Linked DNA regions of Canis lupus: region 2 is linked to region 1. Evidence: chromatin contacts called from public Hi-C data. All regions are on one chromosome and are shown on one strand. Each heading gives the region's core, a stretch centred on a gene start, on an enhancer-like site or on the middle of the called end of the contact. The rest is flanking DNA. Distances are from core to core; before and after follow the strand shown.

Region 1 (2,700 bases), core at 129-2,628:
AGTGGTGAACCTTGGCAATTGGTGTTTAGGTGTTCTCCTCTCACCACCAATATTTTATTATGAAAATATCAGAAACAGAACAGAAAAAGTGGGGACACCTGGGTTGCTCAGCAGTTGAGCATCTGCCTTCAGCTCAGGGCGTGATCCTGGAGTCTCGGGTTGAGTCTCACATCGGGCTCCCTGTGTGGAGCCTGCTTCTTCCTCTGCCTATGTCTCTGCCTCTCTCTGTGTGTCTCTCATGAATTTATCTGTCTTTCATGGTTACGTCCAGTATCTTGCCCTTAAGGAAATTTTTCAAGATCTTAATGTGAGTATCATTGATGTCTGGGATATAACAATTGCATATGGTACAAAGAGTGTGCACCCGCCTCAATCTGTAGTCAGAAATGAAGCTAATATATTATTAAACTAGATTTGCTAAACACCTCTGAAATTCATTCACTTGATTAAAAAGATTTATAAAGTGTTTGCCGTCATGCCAGATCTTGTGTTTGGCTCTGAACTCCCAATTAGCATGAGATCTGCACTATTGCTAATCAATAAACAACCAATTCAACAAATAAATAACTTCTAATTGGGCTTCTACTTAAGAAAAAAAATGGAAAATACCCATGAAAAGGACCATACTTCTTGGTCAGAGTCATGCCACTCTTCACAAATGGGAAGTCAGGACACCTAATGGTTAAAAGTTGTCTCTGATTCATGGAAACCCAGTGCAATAAAGTCATTTAAAAAAAAAGGTTAAGATTTTAGATAAATCTTAAAAAAAAAGAACAGAAAAAGTGAAATAATTGTACTCTGAATATCCATTCTACAATCCATTTGTTGTATTTACTTTATCACCCATTTATCTACATATTATTTTTTTACTATTTATTATTTATTTATTTATTTACTTATTTATTTATTTTTACTATTCTTGCAACTTTTCTCTAAATTTGAAATCATCTCAAAATTAAAAGTTAAATCAGTATGTGTGTATATATATATAGGAGTATATAGTATATATATAGTATATAGTATATAGGAGATTAAAAAAAATTAGAGAAGTGAAGAAAGTTTGGGGGACTCAAAAGAATTCCTAGTGTGGAGCGAAATACAAGCTCAAGCCTCTGAAACACCATCTTGAAGTTAGGGCCTTTGATTATTCAGTCTAAGATCAGCATCTCAGTTTTCCTATGCACAGCCTTAAACCTGGCTCCAAGGTGGTGGTGGTGGTGGTGGAGTTTCTCTCATTCTTCACTGAATACCATCATCTCTCACCTACGAAGCGTGAAACTACATTTCCCAAAAAACCTTTATCTTTCCTGCCTGTAAAGAGGATTAAAATTTCCATAAAGTTGGGGTTTTCTTTTACAGGTCTCGCGAGATTTCTCTAAATCTCATTAAAGAGCCCAGCCGGAAGCCATTTTGTTTTTCAGGGCTCTTTGCAAGGGTACTTAGCACGAAGTTGTAGCAAAGCAGTTACCGCATTTGCACCGTTCTGCCTTCAGCTTCAGGATGTTTCCCGTGGCCAGAAACGCTCTAAGTCGTCTCCGAGGTAAGCAAAAATTATGAGCAAATAATTTCCAACCGCCTTTTACGCATTTGTCCTGGTAGTCTCTCGCGCCCTTTCCTTCCACCTACATCCCGATTTCCTAATTAAAAATGCGAGGTCTCCGACCTCGCCCCAAGTAATTGGGAAGCTGTCCTTAGCTTTAACTTTATCGCCTGGTGTTTCCGTTTTGGTTCTCAGCTCATTTTCTGTTACCAGAGTCATAGCATAGTTTTTTGTTTTTTAAAATTCGCTTAATACGATTTCAGGGAAGGAGATTCTTGGTGGACACTACTCATTCCTTCAGTAATTTCGTAAATTTTAGCTTTGAGGATACATTTACCCTCAAAGAGAAGAACCTCCTTTTCTAATCCTGTAACTGTAATGGAAGGATACTGTAAATCTAGCTCTTTCTCTGGTTTCATTGCAAGGAGACAACACTGCAGCTTTTATGTTTTTTTGTTGTTTATTAATTGAGTATTAGCTTATAGGAAAATAGTTGTAATTTTTTTCTCATCTAACAGGCAGGTACGAGCGAATTTTGAGACCAGACGTGTGTATTGAGAATGCATTATATTGGAAAGAGACAATTCATTTCCGTACTTGACTTGCAGTGAAGGTGACCTTGAGTAACGTGAGCAGTTATTTAATATTGAAAGTGACCTTAAGCAATTACCACTTAGCTATCCTTTTATTTTCAGTTTAGAGTCATTAAAGGTATTACGAGACTGAGTTCTAAACACTCAAACAGCTTTGACAGTCACCAAAAAAAGAGTTGCTCAGCTTGTTTTTCAATATTTCAAAAGCCACATCTATTATTTCTTTCACTTTGGGCAAGGGATTTTTCTCTGAACCTCATTTTCCTCCTTTGTAAAATAGGGGGTTAGTAAATTATTTCTACCTCATACAATTGTTGAGGATTATATGAGATTACCAATAGATAATAGTAACCATTTCTTATTACAGTGGAGAGGTCTAAAGAAATCCACTTGGGTGACCTGAATTTTGAGGTCACGAGATGTTGCAGAATTGTTTCGTAATTTTAACTTATTTATTTACCCTTTGAGTAGGTAGGGCCTTGTACCTCAGAAGGAGTTTTTTGTTTTTTTTTTTTCAATGTAGAATTCACACATTCACTTTTTAACTGCTTTAGAGCAGAATATGTT
Region 2 (2,700 bases), core at 138-2,637, 180 kb after region 1:
TTAGGCCCTGCACTCCCACCTACTTTACACATGGCCTGTAGTGCAAATAGCAGATATCCTCCTTGTAAAAGACTGGGAGTTAATGATTTCTCTAGAGTAGATAACATCTGAGGAAAGGAGAGTGAAAGGAGGACGCTATCATATGCATATTCCAGACCACTGGTGCTAGACATCTAGATGCTAAGGCCCTCTGGCTCCAAGGAATAACACCTAGTCTTTGTTCTAACAGGTTCCTGGATGCCTGAGGGGACACGTATACCAGACAGTCATCCTCAGTAAACCCCCCCAGGCCCCAAACAAAAAGAAGACATGCTTCTTTCCTTTCCAAGTCTTCCAGATGCTTCATCTGAATCTGCTTTGTCTTTATCTTCAATAAACTCTGCTCTCACTTCCTGCTGGCTCACATTTGACTTCTATCCTGAGTGAAGCCAAGGACACTCTTGGTTGGTCCTGCAGGACTCTGTCTGGGTCCTCGGACTGGTCTGTAGGCGTCGTTATATCTCGTCTTTCTTTTCTCGGGGACCCCAAATCATGCTTACAATTCCAGCCAACTCTACAAACATGTGGGACGTGGAGTAACTATTTCCCGGCAATGGTGTCTGTATTACAGTGTAGTTACATGTATGGACTCTACATTTGGACTGCCTAGGTTTGGGTCCACCACTTAGAAAAATCTGAAATCTTAAGCAAGTCACTAAACCTCTTTTTGCATCATTTACTTCATCTGTAAAATGAGGAAGGCAATATCTACTTCCGAGTTTTGTGGCCATTACTAGTTAATATATGAAAAATGCTATTTGTTTGCAATTAGCATTGTGTCAAAATCAGAACAATTACATTGAACTTTTATTATAAAAAAGGGGGATCTAGGAGGGACCTGAGCTTTTCCCGAATTCTGATCGGTCTCAGTTATCAAGGGCAATTGGCGGCCTTACTTTAGAATTCAATTTTGGGGAGCCAGGAAACCAGATTAGTTTTCCAAAGGGAAGTGCCATTTGCATCTATCCCGGTGGGGCTGCCAAGAATTCCCTGGGGTGGGAGACGGCGCTTCTGTGGATTTTGCCGGGCGTTGCAGCTGCTCTGGGCTTGGCAGCGGCAGGGACCTAGGCGGAGGCCTTGGGCGTCTCACTCCCTCCTCATCCGCCCGGAGGCACCACCCAGTTCCCTTCTCCTCCCCCAGCCAACTCCGTGGACCGACTCCAGCTCCCGCCCTCAAGTCACAAAGGTCTTGGGCAGCTTGCTACGTGCCAGACGTGACAAATGAAAACCGCACGTCTCACCAGTGTCCTCGCAGACAGACAGTGCCTCGGAGCAATGGCAGGGTGCTGGCGCCTTTCGGCCGCGTCCAATAGCGCTGCGCGCTGAGGAAGGGGCGGGGCGGGAGGTGGGGCGGGGTGGCCCGGGCCGCTCTCTACATTCCGCACGAGGTTGTAGCGCACGCAGGCGGCTTTCTTCTCCGCTGTTTAAGCTCTCAGCCTCGCAACCCTTCTATTGCCAAGATGTCGCTTTCTAACAAGCTGACTCTGGACAAGCTCGACGTGAAGGGCAAGCGGGTCGTCATGAGGTAATTATACACATCTGCTCTTGCTCCCTCAAGGGCTTGGCCGCAGCCTCTTCGGCCAGAGCCAAGTTGCTTCCTCCCCTGCCCAAAGTTGCTTTTAGTCGTTGGCTCGGCCCCATGGGTTCTAGGCCTGCAGAATGAGGCTTCCCACCATTGTGGCTGAGGCTTTGCCCTAGTTTTATGGTTTCTGATCTCATTTGCCTCAGCGCAGAAAGGGAGCCGTTTTTGTCCTTTGGAAGTGGATCCACCAAAGAAGGGTTCAATTCCGGGACCAGTTTTGCCCTCTTTCCTATTCCTGAATGCACTTACGTCGCCTCCAGCTCCCAGCAGGCGAGGTGGGACCTAATGCTTAGCTAGCAAATCCCTAGGCCCCAAAGAAGGGACCTTGAAAGGTCATTTGGTTTCCCTTCCCCCACCGCCCTAGATCATCCCAGATAAATGAGAAAAGGCACACATTTCAAAGGCCCCTGCACAAAAGGGTAATTTTCCCAGAAGATGTTGACTTAGATGTTCAGGAATAGAACCTCCTAAAACATTGGGGATGGGAGGATGAGGAAGGGTGGGGCACACTGAAGGAGGCCCTGCAGAGCTTATGTAACAGGCCTCTGCATGACACCGTCGGACTACAGGCCACAGGGGTTTTCATCAGAATTGTGACACATGCTGGGTAATGGTAGAGCAGGGTGTGGGTGCTCATTCTTGCTGTTCTCCAACCTCACCTCTCAGATGGCTAGAGAAGCAGGATATTAGAAGTGAGGATGGCTATCCATGGACTTTGGGGTCTTCTACTTTGCACCTGTGGATCCCTGGTCACTTACCCACATGACTTCTCCCTTATATGCCAAAATTAGTAGTATGGTGTATGGAGCTTTTATATTTATCCTTTTTGTAATGTCTGGTATATTTGCAATTCAGGAGCAAAGTGCAGGACAGTAAGGTATGTAACTCATGGAATGACTGTTGATATACCTTGATATAGGATCCAAGGGTGGTGCGTTCCGCGTCATAGGGCTTGCCTTGATAGCCCTTTGCAGCCCTGTCCTTTTTGGGACGTGATTGATTGATGGACAGGCATGTGAATGGTGTGATCCAGCCCCTTTTCCAATTTGGGCTGGTTCAAGTGAGGGCATCTTTTAGAT

Evidence for each region. A called contact is a pair of places that touch in the nucleus more often than the background predicts.
Region 2: a contact with region 1 is called in a Hi-C map of blood, with 2.7 times the contacts expected there. The contact joins the promoter of PGK1 here to the promoter of LOC100684983 in region 1. A contact is called at or near these places in 2 of 9 Hi-C or Micro-C datasets (amygdala and blood).

Annotation. Positions count from the first base shown.
Region 1 is chrX:60,334,287-60,336,986 of UU_Cfam_GSD_1.0, forward strand. It overlaps LOC100684983 (cytochrome c oxidase subunit 7B, mitochondrial), which reads left to right and starts at 1,379. Exons shown (of 3, transcript XM_038587765.1): 1 at 1,379-1,540. The coding sequence starts at 1,501.
Region 2 is chrX:60,516,297-60,518,996 of UU_Cfam_GSD_1.0, forward strand. It overlaps PGK1 (phosphoglycerate kinase 1), which reads left to right and starts at 1,388. Exons shown (of 11, transcript XM_038587778.1): 1 at 1,388-1,564. The coding sequence starts at 1,500.